3 separate regions of the Mus musculus genome follow, and regions 2 and 3 are each linked to region 1. A link is a contact called in public HiChIP or PLAC-seq and Micro-C data. All regions are on one chromosome and are shown on one strand. The core of a region is the stretch at or near the end of the contact, and the rest is flanking DNA. Distances in the headings are between cores, read along the strand shown.

Evidence for each region. A called contact is a pair of places that touch in the nucleus more often than the background predicts. HiChIP or PLAC-seq counts read pairs in DNA pulled down with a chosen protein or histone mark.
Region 2: a Micro-C map of embryonic fibroblasts shows a contact between it and region 1, with 8 times the contacts expected there. The contact joins two enhancer-like sites. A contact is called at or near these places in 2 of 484 Hi-C or Micro-C datasets (bone marrow-derived macrophages and embryonic fibroblasts) and 7 of 115 datasets of contacts at active chromatin or transcription factors (the 230-238 cell line, T-cell acute lymphoblastic leukemia, acute myeloid leukemia and 4 more).
Region 3: a contact with region 1 is called in an H3K4me3 HiChIP or PLAC-seq map of the SCID.adh cell line, with 19 read pairs. The contact joins the promoter of Ipo7 here to the enhancer-like site in region 1. A contact is called at or near these places in 1 of 15 datasets of contacts at CTCF or cohesin (CD8 T cells), 2 of 484 Hi-C or Micro-C datasets (CD4 T cells and embryonic stem cells), 7 of 115 datasets of contacts at active chromatin or transcription factors (the SCID.adh cell line, effector CD8 T cells, embryonic stem cells and 1 more) and 3 of 9 other capture datasets (adipose tissue, liver and pancreatic islet).

The regions. Positions count from the first base shown.
Region 1 is chr7:110,162,855-110,165,951 of GRCm38.p6, forward strand. No RefSeq gene overlaps it. Among named protein-coding and RNA genes, the nearest start is that of Wee1, 42 kb to the left of the region's middle. RefSeq lists an enhancer at 1-3,097. Within about 2 kb of position 1,442, at least 301 of the 459 cell types and tissues checked have an H3K27ac peak or open chromatin away from gene starts, as enhancers often do. A contact at or near this core is called in CD8 T cells, the SCID.adh cell line, adipose tissue and 5 more, where this site is marked.
Region 2 is chr7:110,400,609-110,403,705 of GRCm38.p6, forward strand. The region is part of intron 16 of Sbf2 (SET binding factor 2); the gene reads right to left. Among named protein-coding and RNA genes, the nearest start is that of Gm32861, 110 kb to the left of the region's middle. Within about 2 kb of position 1,628, at least 19 of the 459 cell types and tissues checked have an H3K27ac peak or open chromatin away from gene starts, as enhancers often do. A contact at or near this core is called in embryonic fibroblasts, where this site is marked.
Region 3 is chr7:110,016,830-110,019,926 of GRCm38.p6, forward strand. It overlaps Ipo7 (importin 7), which reads left to right and starts at 1,486. Exons shown (of 25, transcript NM_181517.5): 1 at 1,486-1,679. The coding sequence starts at 1,596.

The sequences.
Region 1 (3,097 bases), core at 192-2,691:
CAGACCTACACCAGACTCTTAAGCATTATAACCCATCCCCCCAGGCAATTTCCTGTGTAGCTAGGGATGGCTGACTGGGAACACACTGTAGTTGTAGCTGTGCCTGATCTTAAACCCCTGATCTTCCTGCTGCCACTTTTCAATTAAGCTAAGTAGTTAAGAACACTCAGTTAACAACTGTTTGCAACTCCAGTTCCAGGGAATCCAGTGCCCTATTCTGGCCTATATAGCTCAAGAGTCTGTTTTTAAAATTATCATATCGTTAGGGGCTAGAGAGCTGATTCAGTTGCTAAGAGCACTGGCGGCTCAGTTTTCCCTATGACCCAGGTTCAATTCCCAGGGCTCACTTGGTAACGCACAACCATCTGTAACTCTGGTCTCAGAGGACTCTAACGCCCTCTCCTGCCTTTGGTGGGCACTGCATGCACATGGTGTACACATATACACATAAATAAAAATACAGGAGGGGAGAAAAAGTGGCAGTTTTGAACTCCTAATTACCTGCCCTACCTCTCAGATGGGCGGTGCTACCCACCCATCTTATTAGATTTGTTAGCGTTTTTTTTTTTCTTTTTTGTTTTTGTTTGTTGTTTGTTTTCTTTTGAGACAGAGTCTTGTTGTGCAGTTCAGGCTAGCCTCAAACTCACATTCTCTGATTTTGAGGTGCTAGATTACAGGCTATCACCAATATATCTGTTTTATGTAGGAGGCTGGCGGGGGGGGGGTTGTTTGGTTGTGAGTTTTTTTTTGTTTGTTTGTTTTGTTTTACACAGGGTTTCTCTGTGTAGTCCTGGCTGTCCTGGAACTTACTCTGTAGAACAGGGTGGCCTCGAACTCAGAAAGGTGACTGACTCCCAAGTGCTGACTGTAAGGGCACGTGCTACTACCACCCAGTTCTGGTTTGTTTTTCTGTATAAAGTTTTATTCATTTGAGATACTCTCAGCTTGAATTTTGTTGGAGACAGTTTTTCTCAGGCTATTATTATTACTTTTTAAAACTCTGTTTAGTGTTCATGGTTTTGAATTCCCTTGTAATATTTTGTTATTTAAAGCTGGAGAATTCCAATATTTATCCACAGATAAAACGTTTACTCTAATTGATATTGCGTGTCTTTGTCTTTAAAACATTTACCATTTTAATCCCTGAAAGTTCATTTGATGTCTGACTTGGAACTTAACATTTTTTACACCTCGAAGTTTTCATTCACTTCCTAGAGCAGCGCTCCTGCCGAAGCTGCTTACCTTACTGAGGTATTTGGAAATGTTACTTCATATCGACCTGATCAAGTTTCTCCACGTTTGCTCTGTCTCATGCCCTTACTGCCGTATTTGGAAATGTTACTTCATATCGGCCTGATCAAGTTTCTCTACGTTTGCTGTCTCATGCTTTTCAGTTGAACTCAGCTTCTATTTTTAACTTCAATTGAGCGGGGTTAAAAGGAACGTCTCGCCCCCTGCTGGCGCCCGTGGTCCCGGGAAGACCGGACAAAAGCCACCACGTGGCTCACATCCTGGGCTCAGTTTTCTTAGGAACCCAGAGCCCCATGCTTGCTAGGCAAGGGCCCCAACCCTGATCAACGCTTTAGCAGGCGTCCTTTTGCTCAAGTCTAGAGCGTCACTGGTGCCAACTCTCCAACACAGGGAGGAATTGGCTTTGCTTAATTTTGCTGCAGAGTGGGCTGGCCCTGCTAAATCCAGGGTACCGGGCACTTAACACTGTGAGGTCGCTGTGCGGAGCTAGACTCTGGGCGCTCCCGTTTTTTCCTCACCACCCAGGTGTCCATTTTCTCTTTGCCGCGACGTGCCTGCATCCTTTTCTGCCTTGGAATTATAATCGAAACACTCGGTTCAGTCGTGAGAAACATGTTTCATATATGCAACGGGTGCTCCGATGTTTCTACGACTAGCCTTAGGAGCCTAGAGTACGGTTTGGTGGTCAAAGTCATGATGAGAAGCAGAGGGTCTGAGGGGTCGGAGGGAAGGCACGATGAACAATATTAGAGAGCATTACTGGAGTTACCGAGGCTAGGCAGTCCGCTGGGTTATGCACTACACCCAAGAAGTCTGCGCCGCCCCGTGGTGCCAGTGCGCAGCCGCAGTCCCGTAGCGGGACCGAGCGTTCCCAGCAGAGGGCACTCACAGACAGGACATTCCGCAAGCTCTTCCTGGGTGACCCAGGGACTGCACCTGTGGCCTGGGTTTCCCTTGATCATGCCCTGACAACCCGCGTCTGGGAAATTCAGTCAGAATCAATCCAAGACCACAATTTAGAGACAGGTAAGCTTGACGGTGGTTGCAGCGTTTGGTGAAACAAAACGTCAAGACCAGCCTCTGCTACATAGAGAATCTGAGGCTATCCTGAGTTACAGTGAATCCTGTTTCAGAACAAATCCCTCAAAGTCCCATTGTCTCTCTGGCCTTGAAGCTCTTGAGCCCCGGATCTAGGATACTGCTTGTTGGACTAAAGGACTCACTAATCACCTTTCCCAACCCTGCCCAGGTATACCACCTCTAGTAAACAGACTTAACTAGTCTTTGAAGGCAGTAGTTCTTTTCAATGAATTCCTATTTATTTATTTTCTTATTTATCACCGTCTGTAAACAGGCTTTGAAGGCAGCATGTGTTATAAGATGTGTTTATTCAAGCCTACCAGGGGTCCTTAACCTGGGGGTTGACTCAAGTAGAACATTTTAGGATCCAGGGTTATTCATGAAACTGGGTGAGCTGTTTCAACTTTTAGGCAGACGTGCAGTGTTTTTGGAAGGAAGTCCAGTAGTTTTTCTGATTACCAAAGAGTTCTTAAGTTTAGTTTGTGGGTCCAGGGCTCGGAACAAATGGCTCAGTGATTAAAGCACTTACTGTTCTTCCGGAGGACCCAGGTTCAATTCCCAGCACTCGCTTCACAACTGCCTGTAAGTCCAACTCCATAGGATTCAATGCTCTCTTCTAGCCTTAGTGTAGACACACATACGTTAAAAATAAAAATAAGTCTTAAAAAACAGAAATGCAGGCTGCACATAGCCCTTCCTTCAATCACAGCTATGGAGGCAGAGGCCAGCAGATGGGTCCCTGTGAGTTCCAGGCCAGCCAGGGCTA
Region 2 (3,097 bases), core at 378-2,877, 240 kb after region 1:
CAACAAGAAGATATAGGTACAGTTTAATAGAAAAGTAGCAAAGAAAATAACTACAAGAACTGAAAAATGGATTACATGAAATTTAGAAGTTTTAATAGGAAAGAAAACGATCAGAAAAATGAACTGTCCATAGGACAGTAGAAAACTTTTGCCAGCCTTATTTTGGACAGGAGGTTCATATTTAGACTGTATAGATAACCAGAATAATTAAAATACCAAAACCAAACTCTCAAACAGAGCAAGGATCAGAAGAGACAGTTTACAAAAGATGGGTTAAGACATTGGGGGGTAGGTGCTGGAGAGATGGCTCAGCAGTTAAGAGCACTGGCTGCTCTTCCAGAGGTTCTGAGTTCAATTCCCAGCAACCACATGGAGGCTTAACAATTGGCTATAACTGTAGTGCCATGGGACTCAATACCCTGTTCTGATGTTCAGACATACACATAGATAAAAGAAACAAACATATGAAGTATTTTAAAAAGTATTCAACATCCACAGCCATTAGAAAAATGCAAATTAAAACTTGAGATTCCATCTCATCCTAGTTAAAATGGTTATTATCAAGTAAATAACAAATGCCGGAAAGGATCCTGGAAAGGATGCAGGGAAAGAGACACCATTATTAAATGTAAACTAGTAAACCACTATGGAAATCAGCCTCCAGGTTTCTCAAAACAGAACAAAGAACAGAACTACCATTAAGACTTAGCTATACTCCTAGGTTTATACCCAAAGTATTCCATACCCACAGACACTTGCAAATTTATCACTACTCTGTTCTCAACAATAAAGAAAAGTAATTAGCCTAAAATGGTCACACACACACACACACACACACACACACAATTTGGCCATGAGGAAAAATAAAATTATGAAATTTGCAAGAAAATTGATGGAACTGAAAAATATTAAGTGAGATGACACAGATGCAGAGAGACAAATAGCACATGTTTTCTCCTAGACATGGATCCTAGCTTCAGCCCATCCCCACATACACCCCCTCCCCTCCACACATGAAGATCCAGAAATAAAAAGGCAAAGACATGAGGGCAGCCATGTTGTTTATGCTAGCTCTATGAGGATTTGTGCTGGAATCTGGATACCTGTTGTATAGATATTAAATTGGACCAAATGATCTTTGGCTTTAGATTAAAAAGAGTTTCAGCTATAAATGGGGTTAAGTGCTGGAACTATTTTAGTTATGTCTTTCTTTCAGGCACACACATGCCAGGAGACAGGAGTGGAGAAGAAGAGAGACAATCTCTGTGAATAATAAAACCAACTGAATGAAAGATGACTTCAGTGCTTACCTTGCATCCACAGGGCCTTGTACCCTAACACCTACCCCACACAAACAGGAAGATGATTTTGAAGCTAAGTCATTATGCTGGAATCACATTTAGATTTTATCTTAAGATATGGTCAGGCCACATAGAGAACCCTGCGCCTTTTTCCTATATGGTATCATGTAGGCCTCCATCATTTCCATAAATCTTATAAAATAATCCAGGGACAGAGCAAAAACTGTTTATCTTTTCCCGCTTGACTATTCTTTACCCCCTTAGGACACTGCTATGTTCAAGAATGTCATCTATGTCCCAGCACATCTGAATTTCTTTAACAGAAATGCTTTGCATGTTTCTGAAGACTGTCATGAGGCCCAAGGCAATAAAGTTCAACAGACTTGAGCTGTAATCTTCTCCCAAGGAAATGGTTGGGATGCCAAGATGCCTTTTGACTTTGACTTCACAGCAGGCCTTCATTTGTAATGATGCTGTCCAAACTTTAAGTGACAACAGCTGTGATATGAAGCTCTACACATTCATTTATAAAAACTTCCCACAAATTAAAAAATTAAAGAACAGTGGATTTCAATCCATGACCAATTAGCAGAGGCCCAGCAACCATAAAACATTTAGATTAGGAAGAGCTATTTATTATTTTACAAAATGTTTACACATTGTAGCGAATGTCTAAAAACTTTTTGCCAGTCAAACACTGATTGCAAAATATAAATATAAAATTCCTCGCAAATCACGTTAGAGACATTAATTAGGGTAAAGATGGAAAACTTCTAAAACAATAAGGCTACAGCTATTGACACAGCGATTGCATTCCAGAACAGTGCAGTTATCTATTGGGAATCAGTTCCCAAAAGCACATTCTGGAGTCCCCTGTGCTGTGGCAACATAACAGGCTTGCAGTTACAAATGTACCAGGCAATTCATGAACTTGCAAGGACTAGCACACTTATGCTTTACTCTCAACTTCAATATGTAATTTACCTTTAATTATTCTGCTACAATTGGAAAGTGAGCCTTGTAATCTTAATTGCCATTCATCTCTAAGCACTTAGTACTTTTATCCTGCATACTTTTTAACTGTTTTGGCCAGCCGTCCTATTTCATAAAACTTTGGAATCTCTTAAAATTGTTATATTTAAACATTTAAAAATGAAAATCAAAGGTATTGTACATTAATGGAGCTAACTATAGAACTTAGACTAGGTAGCTTAGGAAAAAATGAAATATAAAATAGCGGTGAATTATCTGATCAGGTATGGGGGGGCAGGAGAGAAGGTTTGAAGGCTAGCAGAATGAATGAAAATGTGTAACCTCAGGGGTGACAGTAGGGGGACTCTCTAGAAAGTACCAGAGACCTGGGAGGTGAGAGACTCTCAGGACACAAAGGGAGGGACCTCAGGTGAGATGCCTGACAGTGGGGAGAGGGAACTTATTTTAGAGTCCACCTCTGGTAGAAAGACATAGCATCAAGTGGTGATGGGGTTGCCATCCCATAGACAAAAACTCTGATCCAGAATTGTTCCTGTTTAAAAGAACTGCAGGGCCAAAAATGGAGAAGAGACTGAGGGAAAGGTGGTGCAGTGGCCAGCCCAACTTGGGATCATCTTCTCAAGTGGAGGTTCCGCTATTACTGATGTGTCTTACAGACAGGAGCCTAGCATGGCTGTCCTCTGAGAGGCCCAACAAGCAGCTGAGACAGATGCAGATACTTACACCCGACCATTGGACTGAAGTTGGGGACCCCTGTGGTTGAATTAGGGAAAGGCTGGAAGAAGTTGAGGAGGAGGGTAACC
Region 3 (3,097 bases), core at 236-2,735, 150 kb before region 1:
CCTTCTAAGTGCAGGAATTTAAAGCAAAAAATCAAAATATTCTTTTTTTTTTTTTTTTTTTTTTTGGTTTTTCAAGACAGGGTTTCTCTGTGTAGCCCTGGCTGTCCTGGAACTCACTCTGTAGACCAGGCTAGCCTCGAACTCAGAAATTCACCTGCCTCTGCCTTCCAAGTGCTGGGATTAAAGGCATGCGCCACCACGCCCGGCCAAAATATTCTTATTTCATGAGAATTTATAATCAAGTATGGTAGTACAGCACTTGTGGGGTGGAGCAGGATTACAAATTTAAGGACAGTATGTTGTACACAGAGAACTGAATTCCTGCTTTCTTCAAGAACATAAGGTCCTAACCACTGAGTCATTTCTACAGCTCCCTGTTGCTCCTTTGTGAGACAGGTTCAAACATTGTAGCTCAGGCCTGCCTGAAGCTCAGTATATAGCTTCCCTTAGATTCTAATTGAAAATTGATTTGATTTCTAAAGGTAAAATGATTTGAGATGTATGACAGTAGTTCTCAATATTTTCACTGCTGCAATCCTTCAATATAGTTACTTATATTATGATGATTCCCAACCATGATAGTAGCATTTTCATTGCTACTTTATAACTGCAATTTTGCTACTGCTATGAATTATACTGTAAATATCTGATATGCAGAGGATAGCTGATATTCAACAAAGGGGTCACGATCCACAGACCCACAAGATGAGAACTACTGAATTAGAGGTTTAAATATCCATACACAGGGAGTTTTAATGGACATTATGCATTTATTCTGAATTTAGAAATAATTTATATAATGACGTAGCTGAGATTTGAACACTCATTAATAAGGCACAACTTCAATATATAGGATAAAGTCTTACAAAATGAGATTAATGAATCAAAGTGGAGCAGTTTTTATGGCATTTAGAAACTCATCTCAAATCATTGTTGAGAAAGTTCCATCTGGGAGGCTCAGGCAGTGGTATTGCAACAAGTTCAGGTCAAAAGCCTGTCTCAAAAAACAAAACAGAGCTGGGCGTGGTGGCGCATATCTTTAATCCCAGCACTCTCCCAGCACTTGGGAGGTAGAGGCAGGCGGATTTCTGAGTTCGAGGCCAGCCTGGTCTACAAAGTGAGTTCCAGGACAGCCAGAGCTATACAGAGAAACCCTGTCTCAAAAAACCAAAAAACAAAACAAAAACAAAACAGAAATTTCTTTTAATTATACAGTTAGTAACAACGTATTGCATCACACACTTCTTGAGATTCTCTAGGGATATCATATAAAATTTTGTAACTATTTTACTTTTCTCTTTGTGGCGTTTGAACGTTGTCCCTTTCACTGACTACAGTGGGAGCCAGCCACGTGGGCCGTGTCCGCGTTTGGGGACTACATTTCCCAGGGTGCTCCGCCGGAGACTTGACAGGAAGTGGCCGGAGCATCTCCCGCCTCCACGCCGAGGCGAGAAGGTTCTATCCGGGGCCTTGGCGCTTCTCTTTCCTTTCGCGCCGGTTGCCGCTGCGGAGCGCGGCCGGTCCATGTGCGCAGTGAGTGGCGCTATTTCTGCCTCAGTAGCACCGGTGTCCCGGGTCTGACCGACCGCGCGGCGATGGATCCCAACACCATCATCGAGGCCCTCCGGGGCACCATGGACCCAGCCCTGCGCGAGGCCGCTGAGCGCCAGCTCAATGAAGTAAGGACGGCCGGCTAGCGGCTGCTGCGGGCTTGTGGGCCGGCAGGCCAAGACTTCCAGGCCTGGCTGGAGACGCGGAGCACAGCTCCGACGAGCCCATTTGGAGAGGTTGGGCGGAGATCTGACCGCCGTGCCAGGCTCCACTGTGGGGACGCGGCGTCCAGGCCGCCACTCGGTCGGCTTCCGAGTGGGCCTCTGGCCCGGGTCTGGGCGTGTGGAGCCGGCCGAGCTAGGCGGGCGTGACGGTCTGGACACATGGCCGGCTCCCGTGGCCCGCCGCCCTCTGGCTGTCTCCCAGTTTGCTCTCGGGAGGGGGCGAGACAAACTGGGAGGGTGTAGAGATGTGTCCCAGACCAGTCTTTCCGGCGCCCGGTCGGCCGGGGTTCCTGGGGAGGCTAGCTAGTCCACTGGGGGCTGCGCCTGACAGCCTTGTGTGTGCTCTTGGCGGATCAGTGACCTGCCTGTCCGGTACAACTTTCTTCTCGCCGGCGAGGTGCTAGGGACAGATTTCAGATCTGGTAGGGCAGGGGTAGTGTGGGTTACACTGTGCGATCCCCGCTCTGGTACTGTCCTAGTACCACAGTTGGGAGGCGGGATGATGTAGTGGAACGGGTCAGATAAAGTGCGACCTTCTAGGTATAGCAGCCTCAATGATTTCTGGAGTGAGTGACCTTGGGCAAGTCTCACCTCCAGATCCTGAGTTGTACTCATTCATGAAATTAGGCCGTACGGTTGCTGTGATGGTCAAGTGAGATAATCTAGAGCCTATAGAGCTTTCATATGCAACATTAGTGGAGAGTTGGTTTCTCTTCCACGTGTTTTGGGCAGTGCCCCTTGGAAAACTGTTATATTGATATTCTATTGTACTGATTTCATCAGCGTTCTTTTTTTCTGAACTTGGCTATTTTATATATTAGTAAGAATTTAATAGGTTTATAAAAAGGCCTCTGTAAGGTCTCTTTGAGTCTCAGTGTTTTGGTGTGTGTGTGTTCATATACATATATATGTATACTGCATATACACAAATACTAAATTGTATATGCACGCTTTATACACACATATAAGTATCTTTTTTTTTTTTTAATGCAAAAAGAAACCCTTGTTTAAAGAAATCTTAGCCGAGCGGTGGTGGTGCACGCCTTTAATCCCGGCGCTTGGGAGGAAGAGGCAGGAGTATTTCTGAGTTCCAGGCCAGCCTGCTCTACAAAGTGAGTTCCAGGACAGCCAGAACTATACAGAGAAACCCTGTCTCTTAAAAAACAAAAAAGAAAAGAAAAGAAATCTTAAAGCATTGACTTAGAGGAAACATCAGGGAGACTATTAATTGAGCATCTCAAGTTTACCATGCAGTAAAGATAACCCTGCCTTCAAGGAATTTACAGTTATCCAAGACCACCCACAGTTCAAATAAATTATTT